Regions from separate parts of the Mus musculus genome. Here all the other regions are linked to region 2. Evidence: chromatin contacts called from public Hi-C, HiChIP or PLAC-seq, capture Hi-C and promoter capture Hi-C data. All regions are on one chromosome and are shown on one strand. The core of a region is the stretch at or near the end of the contact, and the rest is flanking DNA. Distances in the headings are between cores, read along the strand shown. Region 1 overlaps Ksr1 (kinase suppressor of ras 1). Region 2 holds the start of Nf1 (neurofibromin 1). Region 3 has its middle 6.4 kb from the start of Gm11205. Region 4 holds the start of Rab11fip4os2 (RAB11 family interacting protein 4 (class II), opposite strand 2). Region 5 holds the start of Nos2 (nitric oxide synthase 2, inducible). Region 6 has its middle 15 kb from the start of Gm11201. Region 7 has its middle 33 kb from the start of Nos2.

Region 1 (3,286 bases), core at 678-3,177, 310 kb before region 2:
ATCGCTGCCCCTGGCAGAGGCTCCACGTGAGTGACTCTAGAGAGACCCCAATAATTAATACCAATGCCCTGGGCCCAAATGATTCTGCAAGTGACAAAAGCTAACACTACTACCTCTGGTAGGAAGCAGGGCTAGCTGTCACTTTTTAAAGTAGGGACCCCCTTTGCCTAGCTAGTGGCAGAGCCGGCAGCTCTATGGCACCTGATAACACCTGTGATACCGACATCCGGTATATAGCTGCGGGTCACCCAATTGGGTGGCTAGTGCCATAGCTCTGGGTAAGATGAGGGAATTCAGTCTGTGTACCAGGAGGCTCCAGGCCAGGCAGCTGAGGCTGACCCCTGACCCTAGGTAGTCTAGTTGTAGCATAAAGACCCGCCTCTAGGGCACCAGAAATAGATGGTCCCCTCAAAAGTGGAGGCGAAGTGCTACATGAAGAGTGGTGGTAGGGGTCAGTGCTCCCCTCTTTCAACAAAGAGGATCAGTTAGTAGAAACTGCTCAAGCTGTCAGTAGTCCCTCCCCTGCCCGGACAAAAACCTTCCTTCTCAGCCCGCGGAACCAAACTCTGACAGAAGCTGTGGGCCTTCTTAACGGGGCACGCACACATGTGCCTGACATCCTGGTCAGTGTTGGGAGTCCACGGGCCTCAGAAACATCTCCAGCCTCTCCGGCTACCGCTATAATGGCCTCTAGACTACCAGGCCAGCATGTCCACACGTGCTCAGAACATTCCAGAAGCTACACATGCCTTAGATGAAGTGTAGGAAGTGGGGGTGTGGGCGGACGTCTGGGAAGCCTCACACCTGCTCTTGGAAGCTAAGAGTACATTGTGCAGTCTGTTCCTACCTGTCCCTGTTACAACTGGTATATGGGGCTCTACGCCCACCTTCAGGACAAAACAGGCCATTCAGGAAAAAGCACTGTGGCTCCTCGGTTGGGGAGGAACACTAGTATACATAGCCTAGAGATGGTAACTAGGAAGGCTCTTGGGAGGTAGGGGATCATACAAAAGGGGCGGATCTCCCAAGCTGTGACAGCTGGCGATCACACCCAAGTAGCGTTACAGGGATAAGGGTTGCCAAATGCTCCAACTCAGTTCCTGAATGGAGCTGATCTGGGAGATAGAAAGGCCTGGAATACCCAAATACTGAGTCTTCCAGTCTTGGCAAACCAGAGGAAAAAAAAGACTATTAGAGTCAGCTAAAGCCCACTGTGTGGAAATACTGTATTTCCAGCGGGAGGAGAAAAGCATTGATCCTATACAGACAGAAGGTGAAGAAGTATGGCCAAATGCACAGGTGTGCAAAAATAGATTTTTTTTTTTTGTAGGAGGGAATCAATCCATGCCTTATTGAATGAAAGTTTTTTTTCTTCAAACTTTCTGCAGTGAGAAGGTAGTTCCAGTGACGGCCAGCAGGGGGCGCTGTGTGTTAAGGCTGGGAAAGGCAAAGCCAGCTGACAGATGCCAATGCCTGTAAGACTCTCCCTAATTGGCTTTGCCTTGTTCATTATTCACCAGGCACCATCAGCAAGCAGTTCCTCTCCCTCATTCTGCAAATGTGTGAGTTCTGCTTTCTTATCTGTCTCTTATCACTTCACAGCAGTGTGACCCTGAACCAGTTCCCTGTAAAAGACTAGGGAGGATGGACAGACTCCAGAGTCCCATCCAGCAAGGTACTGCCCACATGAAGGTCCACACCTCCAGGACTTCGCAACCTCTTGCCTAGCTGCAGTGGACTCAAACGTGTGGGGAGAAGGCACCCGGCGGGAAGGAGAGGGTCCCAGCAAGGGGCAGTTAGTGGACCCACGCAGAAGACTCACCTGGGAAGATAAACTGCTGTCTATGATGAATGAAGTAGGCAGCTTTAAACAGAAGAGGAGGTGAGTCACACAGTGCACAGGCAGCGCGGGAGGAGGGGGGGCGTGGGCTTGGGGGGAGCAGGCACTGGTTATTGGCTTAGGCGGCTCTGCCCCAGGGGCTCTGGTGAGAAAAGGTGGAGCCATCCAGGAAAGAGACCCAAATTAGGAGAGAGTCGGGGCGTGGATAGCCCCGAGTGGTGATGCTGCACTAGAGATGGGGCGGCAGCACACCAGCTCGGTGGTTCCCTAGCCGCACAGCCCTGGCCAGTGCGCATGGGGGAAAAGCTCGGACCAGGTTTATTCTAGAAAGATGTCCTTGAGTCAGGAGGCTCAGGTAGAGTAGGGAGATCAGTGGCTTTGACAAGGTTCAATGGTGTGTGCAGAAAAGCCTCGTTCCCTTCAGTCTGGCCCCGCCCGGAAACAGCTTAACCTCACTGCCTGAGTTCTGGATCGGGCTAAGTGCTGTGATTCCAGACTTAGAACCATGACATACCACTTGCTTATGTTTTTGAGATGCTTGCTATCTTGCTTGGGCTGGTTTCAAACACATGGGCCCCATTCTCCTGCCTTGGCCTTGCAAGAAGTTGGAACTCTAGGAGAGTCCAACCTCGGCTCTACTCCATGCTAAGGCTCTGGGGACTGAGGAGGCAGTTAACCCCTCAGTGCCTTATTGAACAAGGGAGATATATGAGCTTGCCCAGGCTTTCCTGTGCAGGACAGCTATGAGGATCCTGGACAGCACAGGACAGGTAGGTGGTGGGAGGGGTTCAAGCCTTCTCAGTTCCCTAGGGATCTGTCTGTGAGTCCACTATGATCATGGAGAAGGTGACACTTCTGCATAAGGGATGAAGGAAACCCATCTCCTTTATGGGTCATCTGTGTTAGTGGAAAGGGTCCGATCAATATAATAAAAAAGACTTTTTTTTGTGTGTGTGTCCCTTGCTTTTCAAACTGGCCCTTCTGTGGAAAACCCAAACTAGATGGTTTAGCAAACAGAACTTGTTCAGAGAGTAAAGGCAGAGCAACAGGAAAGGAAGTGAATCCAGGGGCTGTGGCTGTGTTAAACCAGAGGGTGGGGTGGTACGCAGGGCACAAACTTCACTGCACTGTTAGGAGCAATCCAGCCACATGCATATTAAGGAAGGCACAAGAACAAGGGACGGAAGAGTCCTACCCCTTGCCACCCCCAAGAGAAGTCCCAAAGTCCCCAATGGGCCAGAGGCTGCTTGGCCAGCTGCTGGCTGTATATAGGGTTAGTGTCGGTCTCATTAGCCAGGTGAAGGGTTGAGGGGTGTGGTGGTACTCTTGTCTTTCTGGGCTTAGAATTCTAGGAACCAGTGATGGGACTGATCTGGATCCTGTGGGCTACAACAAACAGGAACATCACTGTGCAGCATTTCCCATTAGGACTAAAGACCAGATAAG
Region 2 (2,861 bases), core at 348-2,847:
TAGCTCTGTGGATTTTCTGTGGTGAAATGAAAATTGTGGTTTTGTTTCATCTTATCACCCAGTTGGTATCTTCCTATGTGGCTAATGGTTGATGGCTGCAGGCTGTTGTCTGAGTGCGCGTCCACACTTTTGTTTTTGAGACAAGGCCACACTATGGAGCAGTGGTTGACTCAGGAGGATTTGCTTGCCTCTAATGAAAGCGAGCATCTCCACATCCTGCTTCTAAACACATTTTAACACTGACTTAATTCAAGTGCATTGAAGAAAACTCATTTCAAAGTCCAGTGTCAGAGCGCCTTTCCCTCCCCATCCGATGAGTAGAGAGCTTCACCCTGTAGCTCTGCTTGGCCTGGAAATCCCCAAGTAGAACAGGCTAGCCCCGAGCAAACTATCTTTTGGGTTTATCCTCTTTTGTAAGTGTGCACAGCCAATTCCACACAAGTCCTTCAAACTCTGGTTCTGGGCATTGGGAAGGCCCTTGTTTCTGGAGAGCCATCCTTCTCGATTTGTTCTTAGAGTCAAACCATTTTGGTACTTATCAGCCCTTGGGCATGTATCCTGGAACCTCCAGTGCTCTGTTCATCAGATAGGTCAGGCTACTGAGTCCTACTGGAAAGGTTTGTTCGAAAGGCTGAAATGCATAAATGTTAGGCCTTTTAAAGGTCTTTACAGTATGGTGAACTAGTCTTCAATCTGAATTATCATCCGTGCAAAAAGTTTTATTAACTTGGTTGTCCGTCAGTTTAGTTGAGGAATTTCGGATTGGGGAATTCTAGTCTCCAACTTGGATCACCACTGGGCCTTGCTTTGGAATTTAAGCGACATTAAAAAGAAAAAAATCACGGAATCTCTCTTGGCCTTCTTTTTACCCGTTTTCAGCAGCCTTCAGAAGCCCCATCGACTGCGTGGCGGTGTGTGCCTTACATTTTTAAGTGAAGAAAGCGGAGAGAGACTGACTCCAGCCTCCGGGACAGATCAGCGACAGAGATCAGCGGTCGGAGAGAAAGCCTAGCCTCAGGACACCCTAACTTCTAACCCCGGGAGCGATCCAAGCCCGGAGGCCAGCGGGGGAAGGGCTGTTCGAGGCGGCGGTGGCAATGACAGCCTACGCACCGGAGTCGGCTCAGATTCTCTGGCCAGAGCCCCGCGCCAGTTTAGGTGGGGAGACCCGCGGCAGCGAGGGACGCGCGCCTCCGGGCCCGGAGGAGTTAGGTGACGTCACCTCCAGGAGGACTCGCTTTTTCATTAATGAAACCGGCCGGCCGCGGGCGCATGCGCAGCAGGCCCCTTCCCTCTCGCTTCCCCCTCCCCTTTCCCAGCCGCGCTCTCAATCTCAAGCTCGCTCGCTCTCCCTCTCCCCGAGCCGTGGAAAGGATCCCACTTCCGGTGGGGTGTCATGGCGGCGTCTCGGACTGTGATGGCTGAGGGGAGACGGCGCTAGTGGGGAGAGCCACCCACAGGCGCCCTCCCCTCCCCGGGCTCCCCTCCCCACCCCTCCCCCAGTCTCCTCGCCAACGCCCCCTTCCCCTGTCCCCCTCCCGGCGGGCCGCGCGGGCCCCCGTCCCCACCCCCGTGGGAACGCTAGCTGCCCGCACTCCTCAGCCGCTCGGCTCGCCGCTGCCCTCACCTCCGCGCCGGCCGCCCGCCCGCCCTCAGGCGGGCCCCGGACGCCGGCCCTCCACCGCCCCCGGGTCGCCGGGAGGACATGGCCGCACACAGGCCGGTGGAATGGGTCCAGGCCGTGGTCAGCCGCTTCGACGAGCAGGTAACGGGCCGCGGCGGGCAGGAGGTGGGAGCGGGTGGGGGTGGGGACGCGGTGGGTGAGGGGAGGAAGGAGCGGCTGCCTCTCGGGCTGCCGGGGGCTCCGCAGACCGAGGAAGGGCTGGGGTGGGGGGGCGACGCTAGGGGACTGCCCGGGGATTCGGCTGTGAGCCGGGGCTCTCCTTCCCTCCTAAACCGGGGGGGTGGGGCCTTGCCCGTGACCAGCCCTCCATCCCCTTTATCCCAGCCCTTCCGCTTGCTCTTGGTGCGGGGATGAGTGACCTGGGGGCGCTTTCAGGGCCACTCCATCTGGATTTAATGGTTCTCTCTTAACTCTCCCCTTTTAGAAGGAGGTAGATAGGGGTTCCCTCTTCCCTTAACCCCCTCCCCCCCATCCTCGTAACTGGGGATAACCGAAGGAACCCCCAGTCTGTGTATGCATCCCCAGTAGGAGCAAGATAATATCCTGCCCCACCCCCATTTTCTGTAGCTGCCCCTTGGGGGCAGGAGTAGGGAAAGCACAGGTTTTCTTACTTTTCTGCTCGGGGCGTCAGCTTGCCTGGATGATGTTCACACCAGCATCCTTGATAGCCGGATGACACAAGGTTGCCTTTTGCGTTTGCAGGGGAAACCGTAGTTCTGAAATGACTCCCCTCCCCCTTCCTTGCTTGATGATCACACCCCCCTCTCCAGTCCCTGCTTGCCAGCAGCCCCAGAATGAATCTTGGCTTTCCTAAGTGAGACTCCAAGAGTAAGGGGAGAAGGGTGAAAGCAAAGGGAAAATCTAGCTACAGACTAGACAGCAGAGACAGACAGCTAGGATGTGGTCCTAGGGCCAATAATTGTGACCATGGTTTGTTGTTGTTTGACTTGTTTTTGACTCTTTGAACCCTCATTGAGACTACTTGGGATGGAGGGAAAAGTTTTGTAGTTTAGGAAGGTTGCTTTTTATTCGCTGAGTTTTCCACACATAAAATTCTAAGGCTGATGAGTAGACAACCCACACATAGCCTTTTGTCCATGAGAACTAGTTTAATTTGATGCTATCTACAGATAGCTGGGGCTGGTTTAAAGGATGGTTGCTTTTTGTTGCAGTTCTG
Region 3 (2,877 bases), core at 321-2,820, 360 kb after region 2:
GCTCTGCTAAGAAAAAAAGCCACTTGCAGAAAAGGCTTTGTTTCTGGAAGCATAGTCAGGTTACCAGCCTTGTCGCTCTGTGCACTAGGGGCTGGGTAGCTTTGGTGTTCCTTCCTTGTGGACTCCTCCTCTTCCCATTGTGACTGTATCGTAGGGATGTGCATTCCTGAGGTACCATATGGAGGACAGAGTCCCAGGCCACCTCTCCTGCAGGCCTAACTTCTGGTGGCCCTGTCTCGTGTTGGGACTGTCTTCTTTACCGTTCTGCACTGTTTCTTGTCTGCATGGTTTGGGGTCCTCGTGCCTTTTTACCTTGTTACCACCACACAGGATTCTCTGTTACCCACTGCCCCCTTTTGTACGTCCCCTTCCCCCATCTCCCCCAGTCCTGTGCGTACTCACGTGTGCAGCCATATGGCTCAACTGAGGCCAGCTGGCAAACACTTTACCCCACACCAGGCCGACTTCCCATAGCTCCCCAGCTCTGTTGACTTGGTAACTTTTGTACAGGATTTTGTTACAATCTTAAGCATAGGGACCACTTAATCCCCATGTACCTGCAGCTAGTTTAGAAGCCCTGCATCCCAGACAAGGGTAGCTTTGTGCAGACCAGCCTCTCCCGCAAACCTCTTCCTCGTGGGTTCAGGTATTTATAAAAGACAGATTTCCTTTAAAATGAGGCCCTGGCCCTAGCAGGGAGGTGACAGGTCTACAAAGCTCTGTGCATGGCTCTTCTGGAGGAAGCCCCAGCCATGTGGTTTCCAGTGCTTGGCAATACATCTGGGTTTAGGGCCATTGCCTCTCGTGTCTCCCCTGATTTGTGCTGAAGGAAGTCACTTGCCACTGTCCCTGCCTGCTGTCACTACCTGTCCAGCCCTTCCTTGTTTGCTGGTGCTCAGACCAGAGTGCCATTAATCACCAGACCAACGTCAGGACCTGCACAGGACAGAGTGCGCTGAGGACTCTCGGCCGGCTGCCTCCCAGCTTCAGCTCCCATGGGGCTGGGCCTTCTGGGGTCCAGGTGGAAGAAGCTATAGGCAGATAGGCTCTGCCTTTCCAGGGATTACATCTGGGGCTTTGCCTCAGAAGCCAGTGGTTGCAGATGGCCTTAGCTTTGGGCTTGGGAAGGAGCTTCCACTTTAGGCCCCAGGGAAGGGAGAATGGGGTACAGCCCAGGCCCTGAACTGTTTGTTTCCACTCTGTTCTCTCCAGAAACAGGCTTTCAGTGGGGGGCACCTTCCAAGGAACTGTATTGTACAGACCACAGTGTAAATAAAAAGTTGGCTTTTTGTGCCTGACTTGTGTGAACTTCTGTGGGGGACTGGGAGAGGGAATGGAGGTGATGCAGGGGAGAAAGGCAGGACCCAAATACGGTCATGTTCAGTTCACAGGTACATTATCTTTAGAAGCTGCAACTCACACACCCCCAGCCCCACTGAAGAAATTGTCACCTGTACTACAGTGCTGGAAGGCGTGGGAGTAAACACAACTGGAAATGTACCCCTCCAGCCCCACCCCTGCCACCCACATGCTCACCAGGTCCTCCCGTGTGGTTAGTATGGCAACCTGACCCAGTCCCCTGGAGCTTGAGTTTGCTGCCTCTGGACCGCCACTCAGGTGGAGTGTCATAACAGTAGCTATATATGTGGTTTTGTGGCTTGTGAAGTTGTAATGCTCAAAGAATGTAACAAATAGATTCAGTGTTTATAAATTATAAATTACGGTAGGCTGGATACAGTAACACAGGTCTTTAATCTCAGTTCCTGGGAGGCACAGGCAGGTAGATCTATGTGAGATCACAGGCAGCAGGATCTATATAGTGGGACTTGTTCGCAAACTAACAGTTTTTAATTTTTTTTTTGAGACAGGGTCTCAATGTGCATCTCTGACTGGCCTGGAGCTCACTAGGTAGACCAAGCTGGACTCAGAGGTCTGCTGGCCTCTGGCTTGATAGTTCTGGGATTAAAGGAATGTGATCCAGCTTCAAACAACAAAGAAATGTTTATAAATTGGTTAATGGACTTCCCATCTTAAAAATTCTCCTTTTGGGGCTGGTGAGATGGCTCAGTGGGTAAGAGCACCCGACTGCTCTTCCGAAGGTCCAGAGTTCAAATCCCAGCAACCACATGGTGGCTCACAACCATCCGTAACAAGATCTGACTCCCTCTTCTGGAGTGTTTGAAGACAGCTACAGTGTACTTACATATAATAAATAAATAAATCTTTAAAAAAAAAAAAAAAATTCTCCTTTTGCAAATGAAATGGTGCGGTGGTTTATGGAGCCTGTTGCTCGGGTTCAAGGGAGAGGGGGCATTCGATAAAGTTCACAGACCACACAGGTAGGCTGTATCACCAAGGGACTTCTCTGCTGCAATCTCATCTCTCAGTAGCAGTGTTTGTTTCTTGCAGACAATATACAGACTAGATCTGGGGATAAGGGACCCCTTTCCCTGTCATGTCCCCTTATTTCTCTGTCTTTCTGTTCTGTCTTGAGTCCAGCTTGCTTGATAGCCCTTTCCAGCCCATGCGGGGCTGGTGGGACATCATACTGCTTTGAACCAGTCCTTGTACCGAACACTGGAAGACTCCAGTGGGGTTCATACCACCTACTCCTGGTTCCAGGGCTGCCAGCAGACACCCAAGCCTACAGGTGCTCTGGAAGAACGGCCAGTGTTCTAACCACTGAGTTATCTCGCCAGCCCATGATAAATCTTTTTTCAGTCCATGGTTTGCAGTTTTATCTACGGCACAGAAGTCACAGACTCTGGGCACACGGAGAGGCTGCGCCGGCTCACATGTACTTAGGGCCCACTGAGTGCCAGGTAGAGTTGAAGTGCTTTTGCAAGGGTGGCTTATTACTAGATGAGGACACTGAAC
Region 4 (3,221 bases), core at 19-2,518, 340 kb after region 2:
GTGCCCATGGTCTGTGTAAATAGCACTAGAGGCCTGAGAAATCCCGGCATGACTTGAAACCAAAGAGGAAGCATCTATTGTTGCTGCGGCGCCCTTCCCCCCTCCCCGGCCCTGTCCTCAGACGAGTTGCAACTGAGTTCCAACTGAGGTTAACATTGGAATATCTGCACAGAGATTGTCACCTGAGGGCTCCTGCTGAGGGGTTGTCTTGACCTAAGGTGAGACTCATCGGGGGTTCAGGAGTAGACTTGGAGCCCAGGGACCAAACCCTGCCCTGGCTGCCATTCTTGGCGTGGTGCAGGTGGGGTAGGTCTGGGAAGAAACATGGTAGTCTGTCCTGCCTTCTAAACCTTCGCCTCCTGCACCAAAATAGGAAGCCCAGGGCCATAGAGCTTCGATCTCACAGGTTAAGGCTACTCTCAGAGCAATGGAGATAGCAGAGTGACCAGTTCTCCTGTGGGTTCCCTTGGACTTGGAGGTAGGTCAAGGTTCTGGTCTTTTGCTTGGATGCTAACCTTAACTTGATCCCACCTTTGACCTTTGATTGGCACCAGGCAGCCACTGACAAGCATCCGGTCAGTGTGTGTATAGCAGGGTTGGCAGCCCCAGGGGAAGTCAGTTACTGTCAGGATTGCTTCACAGCCACCATGGTCGTCATGTCTCTGTGAAAAAAACAGCCAAGTATGGGGGGGTCATGAGGGTGTGTGTCACTGTAGGCAGTCCTAGCCCACCCTCTTTGAATTTGGGGTGTTGGGACCTGGAGCCCCTCCTCGAGGGGAGGTTCCTGCCACCCAAAGGAAAAACCCATCATGACCCTGGTCTGTTCCATGTCTCCAGGGTATTGACTGGCCACACACACAAGAGATTCCATTGTTGGCCTGTGCCCACTTACAGCCCCTTCCCTACAGTGGGGAGATCCACGTGTACCCACGGGTGCCTGGTTTTCAAGGGAAGCTGAGATGTGCCCGCCCAGGCTATTTTTACCCAGCCCTGTCCCCACAGAGCTGCGCTTTGGCTCCAAGTCACCGCCTGCGGAGTGGAGCCTGTTGCCAGAGCTGGGGGTGGATGAGCCCGCACCTCAGGGCCTCCTGGACTCCCTTCTCCAGGCAACATCTCATCTTAACACTTATTACAGGCTGTGACTAATGTGCAGGCAGACCTGCCAAGGCAGTGGGCATGAGAGGACCCTGGTGCAGGGAGGAAAACCTAACTTGGCCTCCTAGAGCTCAGCCTACCTCTCTGTCCACCCCAGTGTATCACCGAGGGGTCAGTCAGAGGGAAGCCTCCCCGGGCTTGGATAGAATTCGGAATGCTCAGGTGTGGCCCTGGAGACCGTCCCTTAACCTACTAATGACAGTAATCGCTCACGAAGCCCTTCCCATGCATTCTAAGAACAATTACTTAGAACAGTTGCCAGTTCACTGAACTCCAGTTATGGTTAGCTCAGCTGTGGAGGTGAGGGAACTGAGGCACTGGGTAGGGTAGTTCAGTAACCTACAGGCCACAGTGCTCATATGTAGTGGAGTGCGACTGGAACCCACTCTAGATCATGTCCCCAACGCCCACCATCTCTCTGTCATGTTTTCAGTGTCCTCAGACAGTGAGCCATTGTCCTTAATTAGATCCTCTGACAATCCTGGTCACGTGTATGCATCGAGGATGCTCAGAGATGAAACACCTCATCCAGCGGTCACGCCGCTGGACAGCGGCCACAACAAACTCTTAGATCAGTGAGTCAGTGAGTGGTTCTCAAGCTGTGGGTCGCAACCTCCTGGGTTTCCAAACGACCCTTCCACGGGGGCCACCTAAGGCCATCAGAAATGACAGACGCTTGCATTTTGATCCATAACAGTAGCAAGATTACAGTTCTGAAGTAGCAACAAAATCACCTTATGGTTGGGGGTTGCTACAGCATGAGGAACTGCGTTTTAAACGGTTTTAAGCGTCAGGAGGACTGAGAAACACTGCCTTAGATGCTCCTTGGATGGTCGTCCAGGTCCTGTGGCGCAGTGCAGTTTGATTCAGGCCGTGCTCAGTCATGCGCTCCTGGAGTGCTAGCTGCTGAGGGTCAGGATGTAGACCTCCCTGTGGCCACCACTTCACCCTCTCTGCCCTTGTAGGGAATGGAAATACGTAGCCACTCTGTACCGCCTGTGTTCTCTGTTCATCTTTGTTTCGCTGCCAGGAAACCTAGGGTGTGTGACCTTGAGATTCCCCCTCTGCCACCCCCACCCCCCTAGGTGGATGAGGGTAAATACCAAATGAAGCTGTTTGGTTTGGGTCCTGCTGTACCTCCTGCCTGCACAGCGGGGACAGTGGGCCCTTGTGAGCCTCTCTGAGGCTTGGACAGCCCAGCACGTGTACTGATACTGGGTCTTTTCAGCAGCCCTTGAATTCAGCCCTTTCCAACTTCTTACAGAGGAAAGGGTGACCGTGGGACCTTCTGACGGGGGAACACAGCTCTTAGAGAGGCTGAAGAGGGGCTGCCTGGGCAGCCTGTGTGCCTTCTGGCAACCACTTCCAGTTAGAGCCGGCTTTGTTCATCCCTAGATGAGAAGACTAAGTGGAAACATGGAGGTGGGGGCACTCCGGGGATGTAGCTGGGTCCTATTTCCTGGGACTTGGGCTCAGTACTGTCTCCAGTAATCCCTGTCCTTGGAATTATTCCCCAGGCCCAACCATATATATCTGTCAGGCTCTTGCTAGCTGACCAGCCAAGGACCTATGGCAGGTGAGACAACCTGGTCCCTGAGCAGACAGCCTCCAGTCTCTCTCCACGCCAGGTCTGACTTCTTTAAGCTTTCATAGCTGCCAACTGGTACTTGTCATGCAGCCTCTCAGGCAAAAATGACAGTCCCTGCTCTCTAGGGGAAATCCCAGGGCCTTGTGGAGGTAGAGTCTTGTCCAGGAACACAGGACTTAATGAGCAGCTGAGTCTACCAGGACTAACTGCCAGGCTCCAGAGCTGTGCCCTCCAGCAGTCCTAGCCACAGAGGTCCCCTGGGTTTACACAGGGGCACACTATATCTACTTTATCTTCCATCACCCCGTGGACCCCAAGGTTGGGGAAGAAGGTGTCCCTGAGTTTGGACACAAGCAAGCCAGGGTGGCTCATGGGAGTATAGTCCCTGTGGCCCAGAAGGACAAGAACTCTGTATGTAGCGCGCACCTCTGCGCCCTCAGGGACAGAGCCCTGGGAGGCTAGATGGGGCCACAAAGAG
Region 5 (3,066 bases), core at 11-2,510, 420 kb before region 2:
TGTGTTTGTGTGTGTGTGTGTGTGTGTGTGTGTGTGTGTGTGTGTGTGTGTGTGTAAATTCCTTATCTCACCAACCCATGCCCAGCTTTTGAACTTAGGTCCTTGTACATGCAAGGCAAGCACTTTACCAACTGAGCCATCTCCCCAGCCCAATTACTTGATTTGTAATTCATTTATTCAATCAACAATTTATTTGTTCTCCCAACTATTGAGGCCACACACTTTTTGGGTGACTTAGTCTGTGTACCTCAGACAAGGGCAAAACACGAGGCTGAGCTGACTTTGGGGACCATGCGAAGATGAGTGGACCCTGGCAGGATGTGCTAGGGGGATTTTCCCTCTCTCTGTTTGTTCCTTTTCCCCTAACACTGTCAATATTTCACTTTCATAATGGAAAATTCCATGCCATGTGTGAATGCTTTATTGGAAGCATTGTAAGAAATTATAATTTATTCGTTTTTGTTTGTTTCTCAGAACAGGGTTTTTCTGTGTAGTGTTCCTGGCTTATCCTAGAACTTACTCTGTAGACCAGGCTAGCCCAAACTCAGGGATCAGCCTTTCTCTGTCTCCTGAATCCCGGGATTAAAGGCTTATGCCACCACACCCAGGTAGGACATTATAATCCTATATATAAGAAGTCACCCACACATACAAACACACACACACCACACACACACACACACACACACACACACACACAGAGAGAGAGAGAGAGAGAGAGAGGGAGAGAGAGAGAGAGAGAGAGAATGCCACTGAGAAAAAAAATAAAAAGGCTTCACTCAGCACAGCCCATCCACTATTCTGCCCAAGCTGACTTACTACTAGTGGGGAAATGCTGGTCAGACGGCATCTGTGCCCACAGCTTGCCTTCCATCCTTTCTAGAAAACCTCCTGATGAATGTGTCCTGGGCGTGTTGGAATATTGGCACCATCTAACCTCACTGAGAGAACAGACAGAAAGCCAGAGAGCTCCGTGCCCAGAACAAAATCCCTCAGCAGCTGCAAGCCAGGGTATGTGGTTTAGCTAAGAAAAGCCAGCCTCCCTCCCTAGTGAGTCCCAGTTTTGAAGTGACTACGTGCTGCCTAGGGGCCACTGCCTTGGACGGGCGACCAGGAAGAGATGGCCTTGCATGAGGATACACCACAGAGTGATGTAATCAAGCACACAGACTAGGAGTGTCCATCATGAATGAGCTAACTTGCACACCCAACTGGGGACTCTCCCTTTGGGAACAGTTATGCAAAATAGCTCTGCAGAGCCTGGAGGGGTATAAATACCTGATGGCTGCTGCCAGGGTCACAACTTTACAGGGAGTTGAAGACTGAGACTCTGGCCCCACGGGACACAGTGTCACTGGTTTGAAACTTCTCAGCCACCTTGGTGAAGGGACTGAGCTGTTAGAGACACTTCTGAGGCTCCTCACGCTTGGGTCTTGTTCACTCCACGGAGTAGCCTAGTCAACTGCAAGGTGAGTCTTGTGTTGGGGACAGCTGCTCTTAGGAGTGTCTTCCTGCTTGGGAAAGCCCAGAAAACCAGGCTTTCCCTTCTCCCCCCACCCCACCCCTCTTTTTGTGGCTGGACTGAAGCTGATATGGAAGGTGTAAGAAGCACACCCACAGAAGGGTCTGCCAGTTGAACAGGGCGTGTGGTCAGATTTCTTCTCTGCAAATGTTTACTGTGGTGATTACACTACAAAGGATAAACTTTCTAGAAAGCTCCGAATAGGCTGGGGGGGGTGGTGTTAATACATATAGCTTACTTTACTCATCTTTATGAGATGTGCCCTCTGCCCCACCCAGATCTGATAAGATGGTTATTATTAATCCCATTTTAGGAGTGAAGCAATGAGTTTCAGTTAACTAACTTGATTTAGATGAGTAACTAGAAAAACTCAGGGTAGGGTCCAGTTCATCGGGACTCTGAGTTTCACTGTTCCCCTTAGGTGGGTTCTTGTACCCCCCCCCCCCGTATCTTCCAAGTATATCTTTCCTCAGGGAGGGCACTCGCCAAGGAGAAGCCACATACTCTCAGGGCAGTTCCACTTTCTATTTCTTGTCTTTTTCGTAAAGGATATAATCTCAACTCTGGAGAGTTTAATGCTCTTTTATACAAATCATTGACTTCTTCTCAAGTAACAAAGAAGAAGAAGGAACATGTGACCTAGTGTCCTTGGCTCAGGATGCGTGATGACTCCCAAATCAAAGGAAAGGTGGCCAGGACTTGAGTGCTAGCCCCAAGTGCAGGTCCAGAGGGAAGGGTACTAATGACAAGTGCTTGCCCCTCTCTCTGGTCAGCAGGTGGCAGGAAGGGTCAGGCAGATGCACACACTCCTGTATTAGTGACCCCAGCTCCTGCCCACCTTGCTGGAGGCCATGGAGTAACTCCTGCCAAGAGAAACTGAATTGTCCTAAGGAAGCTTGTGGATGCTTGCTGTCCTTGGTAGGTGGCTATGTGGCATCCCAAGTTATCCCAAGTTTGGTTTGTTATGTGTCTTTGTAGAACTGGAGTCTGTCCCACAAGATTTCAACTCCAAATAAAACTGCCGAGTGCAAGCATGGAGAGAGAGCACTTCTGTGCTAGCCTTAGCTGGGCTCTGTCTCCATTCTCTGGGACACTAGCGCCCGCCCGTGAGAAGGCTCTGTTCTGTTAGGCTCTTCTTCAACCTCACCTCACAGCCTCCCTCCCCTTCCTCAGAGAACGGAGAACGTTGGATTTGGAGCAGAAGTGCAAAGTCTCAGACATGGCTTGCCCCTGGAAGTTTCTCTTCAAAGTCAAATCCTACCAAAGTGACCTGAAAGAGGAAAAGGACATTAACAACAACGTGAAGAAAACCCCTTGTGCTGTTCTCAGGTAAGCAACCTCTCTCCCACTTCCAGCTTTCTCCTCAGGGCTTCCAGGCCCCTGCTGCCTCTCTCTGTTCTGGGCCACCTAAGAGAGTCTGGTCTCCAAGGCCCTGCTTGTAATACTCTACTGGAGTCTGATGCACCTTCCTTGGTGTGGACAAGGAAGGCCCAGGATCCCCATGCTGCTCCTGAGTGAGTCTGTACTCTCTGGAGGAAGAAGGA
Region 6 (3,115 bases), core at 421-2,920, 330 kb before region 2:
GCACAGCAACAAAAGTGTGTTCAAAAGGATTTTAATTAAGAAAAAAGGTACAAACCTAAATTCCAGGAAGACACCTTAAACTTGATGCTCTTAGCTTTGGGCTGGAGTAAGCATAGACTGTGAGATTCATCACTGGGAAACACTCTGTTTACAGGAAGGCCCAGGCCAGGGCACTTTGCGTAGGAACTTGGTGAAATAAACTCTGTGTGTGTGTGTGTGTGTGTGTGTGTGTGTGTGTGTGTGTGTGTGTGTTTGTGTGTGTGTGTGTGTGTGTGTGTGTGTGTGTGTGTGTAGGGGGGTGTATGTTAAATATCAGATCTGTCAGGACTCTTTCAAGCCTCCAACTCCCCCCAAGAAGAGTTTGTATAAAACAGTCACAACAGTCACATAATTTAGAAAAGGTTAGCCACACCAGTCCCTCCAGCCTGCCTTTATTTTATTTATTTATTTTTTAAGATTTATTTATTCATTTATTATATGTAAGTACACTGTAGCTGTCCTCAGACACTCCAGAAGAGGGAGTCAGATCTCGTTACCGATGGTTGTGAGCCACCATGTGGTTGCTGGGATTTGAACTCCTGACCTTCAGAAGAGCAGTCGGGTGCTCTTACCCACTGAGCCATCTCACCAGCCCCAGCCTGCCTTTATAAGCATCTGAAAAGTCTTGGCAATCCAAGTGTCTGAAATGAATATTTGTGCAAGTAGTGATAGATACTTATAAAACAGGTACTTGGGAGGTAGAGGCAGGAAGATCAGGAGGAGTTCAAGAGTTCAAAGACAGCCTTGAATACTTGGGGAATGTAGCTAGCCTGGGCTACTATGGAACCCTGTCTCAAATTAGGAGGGAGAGGGGGCTCAGGCATTTAATCCCAGCACTCAGGAAGCAGATGTAAATGCTCTACCACTAAGGCAAACTCCAGCCTCATTCTAGTTTGTTGGAGGATACTACTAAGGTACTGAGACGGGAGGTGATTTTCTCAAAGTTCATTACATGGTTTGGAATGAGTTTGACAGCTTTTCACAGAAAGTGCCCAGCTAGAGAGACTTGGAAACTACATGAGTTTGTCCTTTCATCTGAAAGAGGTTGGATGTTGCTAAGCCAGGGCCAGGCAGACAGCTCCACCATGATGTGGGCTCCAGCCCCTTTACAGTAGCCTACACCATCTTTAGTTTGTTATTTCATGAGCCAAATACATTCTGGAGCCTGCGCCATTACACTGATGTCCCACTGAACTCTCCATTAGCCACACCCTTCATACCCACATGGCCTCAACACTATCAGAAGCACACACAATGCCAGGGAAATCAGAGGGGAAGGAGACAGCATTAACCTGCCCATTTAAACAGCAGAAGTATCTTTTTAGTATAAAACACACACACTCACACATACATGCAACGTCTCCTGTAGTCCAGGCTGGTCTCAGTGAATACCTGATCCTTCTGCCTCTGCCTCCTGAGTGCTGGGATTACAGCGGTGCACCACCACATGCATCAGTGTGTTTGGCACTAAGGATGGAACCTCATGCATGATAGGCAAGCACTCTACTAAGTGAACCCTAGCCCCAGCTGTAAAACACCTGCAAACTGTTCAGTCCCGAGAACAGGGCGGACATGCTCCCAGTGGGGAAAGGTTAACTGAGCCTTCTTTCCCTGAGGCTCTTATCTCTGTTGGGAGGAACAATAGCAGATGGCAGATGCTAGGGTGTTTGTACTGAGGTCACATCCGCCCTGCTTGTAGCCCTCATCTGACCTGCCCCCTTCATGTCACTGGCCTACATTGCTGGTGGTCTTCTGTTTGTCCTTCTGTCCTGTCCCTCCTTCCTTTTACCCAGTTTCATGGGACACAGTTCCCCTGTTTGCCCTGTAGCCATCCCCAGGAAAGGAGCCAGTATTGATCAGATGCCAGGTTGCATTTTGAGCAGCTCTCGGCACAAGGAAAATTTGTATTGAAAATTTCACATTTCAAGTTCAGCTCCCAGCACCAGTGTAGAGTAACCGACAAAGCTAAGACTCAGAGAACACTCAGGCAGCTGGTGAGTGGAAGAATCGATGCCTCGGTGCATGAATGCCTTCCCTGGCCATCACCACCGAGTAGACAGAGATGCCTAGAGGCACTGGTTGTCTCATGGTTCCTCCAGAGCTCATTAATCTGCTGCTGGCTGCATTATCTCGACTGCATGAATTTGGCGTGCACACTTACAACCCAGGTAGGCATAATGTGATGGTTTGTATATGCTCGGCCCAGGGAGTGGCACTATTAGAAGGTGTGGCCCTGTTGGAGTAGGTATGTCACTGTGGGTGTGGGATTTAAGACCCTCATCCTACCTGCCCAGAAGCCAGTCTTCTAGCTGTCTTCAGATGAAGATGTAGAACTCTCAGCTCCTCCTGCACCATGCCTGCCTGGATGCTGCCATGTTCTCACCTTGATGATAATGGACTGAACCTCTGAACCTGTAAGCCAGTTCCAGTTAAGTGTTGTTCTTATAAGAGTTGCCTTGGTCATGGTATCTGTCCACAGCAGTAAAACCCTAACTAAGACACTTAGGGTCCCTGTTCCCCTCAGCACCAGAATGAACACCAGTTCAGATGAGGATGAATCCTTCTTCACTCCCATGCGCTGTAGGCTAAGAACTCAGCTTCTGTGTGCACCCCATGTCCCAACAAGAGATCTTGTCTCACAAAACAAAATGGATATCTCATAAGAAAGAACACCCTAGGTTGACTTCTGCATGCTCACACATGTGTACCTGCACACACATGAAAATGCACATATACTCACACATACACACAGAAAAAAAAAATTCAGGGGAAGTAACCAGACATAGTGGCACAAACCTATGATCTCAGCATCTGGCTCCTACATCAAACCACCCTTGCTTTCCAGGAACAAATTCAATTTGGGATTGGCAAATAATCTTTTAATATGCTAAACTTCATTGGCATCTTGTTGAGGATTCTTCTTCGTCATTGTCTTCATCGGTCGTCTTCATCCATCACACTGTGTGGAGGTCAGAGGGCGATGCTTTGGAGTCGGATCTCTGCTTCTGCTTCTACCTGAGTTCTGGCAATCAAACTCAGGTTACCAGGACTGCGTAATCAAAACCTTTACCTGCTG
Region 7 (2,839 bases), core at 33-2,532, 450 kb before region 2:
CAAGATCTTGTCAGAAAGAGAGGGCAACGGAGAGGAGGGGGGATTTGATCTGGGCTTCTTAGAACTCAAGGCAAGAATAGAAATGATGACATATAAACCTTTCATGGGTTTGAGAATCAGGCAGAGCAGGAGGGGCGCACACTCTTTCAGAAGCACTTTCAGAGGAGCAAGCAGGCACCCAGCAGGTCACTGGGACATTAGACCACAGGTTCTTCAATTTTTTTTTTTTTTTTTTTTTTTTGCTTGTCTTTTCTTTGATTTCTTTAAGGGATTTTATTTTTCCCATTTCTTTTTTAAAGGCCTCTATTATCTTCGTAAAGTTGGTTTTAAGGTCATCTTCTCGCGCTCCAGCTGCATTGAAATATTCAGGTCTGGCTGTCATAGGATAGCTGGGCTCTGATGGTGTCGCACTGCTCTGGCTGCTGTGTTCCTACTCTGGCAGTTAGGCATCTGGATTTGGGATGATTGTAGGTCTAGATGCTGATTTCTGAGTTTGTCCTTGTTGGATGAGTGCTTTGCTCCTTGATTTCTGATTCCTCTTTGGTTTCCGTGGCATGCATTCTTAGCAGTTTATTTGAACTCTGAACCACTAGGGAATCTCTGACCAGGTTTGGGGCTGGACTTTTGGTAACTTGCTTGGCCTTTGGTGCAGCAGAGGGGGGTGGTTTTTGTTTTTCTGATGGGTGTGGCTTGCACCTGAGCAGCTGGAGTCTGTTCTTCTGACTGGTGTGGCCATGGGCAAGCCAGTAAGGTGGGATGGGATCAGGGGGAGAGTAGAATAGTCTTAGGGACCCAAATCTAGGGAGTGGGGCAGCTCAGCTGGCAGGGGCTCACTCACCTGCTCTTCTAACTGGGGTCACCTGAGCAGCTGGAGTTTGCCAGAATTGAGGGCAGGGGCTCCATCACTGGGTGGGCAGCCTCACAGATTCTCTTGTGGCCTCTCTTGCCCAGAGGCCTGATTGACAGCCTGTGGTTTGGTTTGGGCCTTACCATGGAAACATGAGCCTGTGGAGTCTAATGAGGTCACTCACTTCTAACTGATCACCCACACCAGGCCTGAACCCATGGCTCAGATCCTTTCAACATCAGTTCAGAGGCAGGCGGTACCTCAACTGGACTTCCAGAAAGAGGAGCTTTGTGAAGATAATACAAGACACCCAAAATCCCCCCCCCCCCCCCCCCCCCCCCCCCCGGGAAGCTTGTTTCTGCTACAGCTTGCACAATGCTGTATTACCCCGTGTGATGCTGGGGAGAAAGAGAAAGTGAAAACACCAGTGTGGAGCGCAGTGCCTGAGCAGAGGCTTCAGCTGGAGGGAATTCCCAGTCTGCTTGTTTTGGCATTGTCACAGCACAATCCTGCTGGGTAGTGGAAACCAGCCAGGCCTGACAACTCTAGGAAGAGTCATCCCGGCTCAGAGGCAAACATCCCGGCCCTAGGCTTTTCTTCCACCCTCACCAGCAGACAAGCTGGCCCAGTTGCAATGTTTGATTTTATATTCAAAGACAGAGTGTTTCTGGGGCACTCTGGCTGCCTTTTCTTTTGCAGCTGCTGGTACTGTGATTGCCTATGCAAAGGCTGAGTATCATAGCAACCCTTCTAGCAACCATGATGGGCATTTGCAGGGGGGTCCTCCAGCCTCTTTGGATTAATAAACCCTGCCGTTCACAAGGGAGGAGCGCAGAATTAAAAACAGATACCTTGCTCTCAGATCTCTTGCTCCTAGCCGCCCCTCCCTTCCCCTCCCCCTTCCTTTCTCTTCCTCCTTTAGTGGCAAGGAATTTAGTTCATAGCTCCATGTAGCCATCTCTTTTGAACTAGCAGCTGGAGAGATGGCTGAGGGATTAAGATCAAGGTTTGGTTCCCAGCAGTCACTTAGTGGTGCACAACTGCCTGTTATTCCAGTCCCAGGGGATCCAATATTGTCTTTAGACCTCCTCTGGCACTGCACATATATGGTGCACACAAATACACATTAAATAAGTAACATTTTTAAAAAACACAAGTACTAGCTGGCCAGTGCTCGTGCACACCCACAGTCTCAGTATGCTTGGAGGCAGAGGAAGGCGGATCTTTGAGTTCAAGGCCAGCCTGGTCTACAAAGTGAGTTCTAGGACAGCCAGGGCTGTACAGAGAAACTGTCTCAAAAAAAAAAAAACAAAACAAAACAAAACAAAACAAGGGGCTGGAGAGGTGGCTCAGTGGTTAAGAGCACAGACTTCCAGAGGTTAAGGTCTTCCAGAGGTCTTGAGTTCAATTCCCAGCAACTACATGGTGGTTCACAACCATCTGTAATGGGATAAGATGCCCTCTTCTGGTGTGTCTGAAGACAGCAACAGTGTGCTCATATGCATAAAATAAATAAATAAATCTTAAAAACAAAACAAAATAGATAAAATATGAGTACTAATGAATAACCTGAAATGCCACTGTGTATCCATATAACCAGATTGATGTGGCTAACTTAATCTCCTAGTCTTCTCAAATTAAAAAAAATTAAAATTTACTGGGATGATAACTTAGTAGTTAAGAGTATTTAGTTGCTATTCCAGAGGAAGAGAACCCAAGTTCAATTTCTAACACTCATGTTGAGTGACTCACAACTACCTGTATCTCTAACTCCAGGGGATCCAACATCCTCTTGTGCTCTCTGTGGGTGCACACATGTAGCACACATTAATATAAACATGTGCACACAATCACACACACATACACAAAACCACTGTGGTGGTGCACACCTATAATATCAGCACCGAGGAGGCAGAGGTAGATCTCTGTGAGTTTGAGGCCAGCCTGGTCTACAAAGTAAGGTCCAACGTACCCAGGACTACATAGTGAGAC

The links. Promoter capture Hi-C pulls out the DNA fragments that hold promoters and counts their contacts. A called contact is a pair of places that touch in the nucleus more often than the background predicts. HiChIP or PLAC-seq counts read pairs in DNA pulled down with a chosen protein or histone mark. Capture Hi-C pulls out chosen DNA fragments and counts their contacts.
Region 1: an H3K4me3 HiChIP or PLAC-seq map of bone marrow-derived macrophages shows a contact between it and region 2, with 5 times the contacts expected there. The contact joins the enhancer-like site here to the promoter of Nf1 in region 2. A contact is called at or near these places in 6 of 39 promoter capture datasets (the 3T3-L1 cell line, the C10 cell line, embryonic stem cells and 3 more), 3 of 15 datasets of contacts at CTCF or cohesin (the NIH/3T3 cell line and pro-B cells), 4 of 484 Hi-C or Micro-C datasets (cerebral cortex, embryonic stem cells and nephron progenitors), 27 of 115 datasets of contacts at active chromatin or transcription factors (the HPC-7 cell line, VIP interneurons, bone marrow-derived macrophages and 17 more) and 4 of 9 other capture datasets (adipose tissue, embryonic stem cells, liver and 1 more).
Region 3: a Hi-C map of olfactory sensory neurons shows a contact between it and region 2, with 5 times the contacts expected there. The contact joins the enhancer-like site here to the promoter of Nf1 in region 2. A contact is called at or near these places in 2 of 39 promoter capture datasets (hematopoietic stem and progenitor cells and pre-B cells), 6 of 484 Hi-C or Micro-C datasets (CD4 T cells, CD8 T cells, embryonic stem cells and 2 more) and 2 of 115 datasets of contacts at active chromatin or transcription factors (memory CD8 T cells and microglia).
Region 4: a promoter capture Hi-C map of stem cell-derived epiblast-like cells shows a contact between it and region 2, with 3 times the contacts expected there. The contact joins the promoter of Rab11fip4os2 here to the promoter of Nf1 in region 2. A contact is called at or near these places in 4 of 39 promoter capture datasets (hippocampal neurons, liver, pre-B cells and 1 more) and 3 of 115 datasets of contacts at active chromatin or transcription factors (large pre-B cells, memory CD8 T cells and pancreatic cancer cells).
Region 5: a contact with region 2 is called in a capture Hi-C map of embryonic stem cells, with 2.6 times the contacts expected there. The contact joins the promoter of Nos2 here to the promoter of Nf1 in region 2. A contact is called at or near these places in 4 of 39 promoter capture datasets (the SN4741 cell line, cranial neural crest, embryonic stem cells and 1 more), 6 of 115 datasets of contacts at active chromatin or transcription factors (bone marrow-derived macrophages, embryonic stem cells and large pre-B cells) and 4 of 9 other capture datasets (adipose tissue, embryonic stem cells, liver and 1 more).
Region 6: an H3K27ac HiChIP or PLAC-seq map of embryonic stem cells shows a contact between it and region 2, with 16 read pairs. The contact joins the enhancer-like site here to the promoter of Nf1 in region 2. A contact is called at or near these places in 3 of 39 promoter capture datasets (the 3T3-L1 cell line, embryonic stem cells and hematopoietic stem and progenitor cells), 1 of 15 datasets of contacts at CTCF or cohesin (the NIH/3T3 cell line), 3 of 484 Hi-C or Micro-C datasets (bone marrow-derived macrophages and embryonic stem cells), 20 of 115 datasets of contacts at active chromatin or transcription factors (T-cell acute lymphoblastic leukemia, bone marrow-derived macrophages, cardiomyocytes and 9 more) and 4 of 9 other capture datasets (adipose tissue, embryonic stem cells, liver and 1 more).
Region 7: a contact with region 2 is called in a FOXA1 HiChIP or PLAC-seq map of pancreatic cancer cells. The contact joins the enhancer-like site here to the promoter of Nf1 in region 2. A contact is called at or near these places in 2 of 39 promoter capture datasets (hippocampal neurons and neutrophils), 5 of 115 datasets of contacts at active chromatin or transcription factors (embryonic forebrain, embryonic hindbrain, embryonic stem cells and 2 more) and 1 of 9 other capture datasets (liver).

The regions. Positions count from the first base shown.
Region 1 is chr11:79,029,259-79,032,544 of GRCm38.p6, forward strand. All of the region lies in intron 10 of Ksr1 (kinase suppressor of ras 1), which reads right to left. Gm11201 (predicted gene 11201) reads left to right here. Exons shown (of 6, transcript NR_045873.1): 4 at 1,389-1,475; 5 at 1,603-1,882; 6 at 3,185-3,286. Among named protein-coding and RNA genes, the nearest start is that of Gm11201, 7.3 kb to the left of the region's middle. Within about 2 kb of position 1,928, at least 118 of the 459 cell types and tissues checked have an H3K27ac peak or open chromatin away from gene starts, as enhancers often do. A contact at or near this core is called in the HPC-7 cell line, VIP interneurons, adipose tissue and 7 more, where this site is marked.
Region 2 is chr11:79,338,295-79,341,155 of GRCm38.p6, forward strand. It overlaps Nf1 (neurofibromin 1), which reads left to right and starts at 1,598. Exons shown (of 58, transcript NM_010897.2): 1 at 1,598-1,765. The coding sequence starts at 1,706.
Region 3 is chr11:79,696,726-79,699,602 of GRCm38.p6, forward strand. It overlaps a transcript of Rab11fip4 not described here. Among named protein-coding and RNA genes, the nearest start is that of Gm11205, 6.4 kb to the right of the region's middle. Within about 2 kb of position 1,571, at least 27 of the 459 cell types and tissues checked have an H3K27ac peak or open chromatin away from gene starts, as enhancers often do. A contact at or near this core is called in memory CD8 T cells and olfactory sensory neurons, where this site is marked.
Region 4 is chr11:79,673,818-79,677,038 of GRCm38.p6, forward strand. It overlaps Rab11fip4os2 (RAB11 family interacting protein 4 (class II), opposite strand 2), which reads right to left and starts at 1,269. Exons shown (of 3, transcript NR_045898.2): 1 at 1,236-1,269; 2 at 516-662. All of the region lies in intron 3 of Rab11fip4 (RAB11 family interacting protein 4 (class II)), which reads left to right.
Region 5 is chr11:78,919,527-78,922,592 of GRCm38.p6, forward strand. Nos2 (nitric oxide synthase 2, inducible) reads left to right here and starts at 1,261. Exons shown (of 27, transcript NM_010927.4): 1 at 1,261-1,469; 2 at 2,696-2,851. The coding sequence starts at 2,742. RefSeq lists a promoter at 1-1,463, enhancers at 271-538, 1,068-1,088 and cis regulatory regions at 463-482, 1,091-1,257.
Region 6 is chr11:79,006,926-79,010,040 of GRCm38.p6, forward strand. No RefSeq gene overlaps it. Among named protein-coding and RNA genes, the nearest start is that of Gm11201, 15 kb to the right of the region's middle. Within about 2 kb of position 1,671, at least 25 of the 459 cell types and tissues checked have an H3K27ac peak or open chromatin away from gene starts, as enhancers often do. A contact at or near this core is called in T-cell acute lymphoblastic leukemia and embryonic stem cells, where this site is marked.
Region 7 is chr11:78,885,904-78,888,742 of GRCm38.p6, forward strand. No RefSeq gene overlaps it. Among named protein-coding and RNA genes, the nearest start is that of Nos2, 33 kb to the right of the region's middle. Within about 2 kb of position 1,283, at least 225 of the 459 cell types and tissues checked have an H3K27ac peak or open chromatin away from gene starts, as enhancers often do. A contact at or near this core is called in embryonic forebrain, pancreatic cancer cells and stem cell-derived neural progenitor cells, where this site is marked.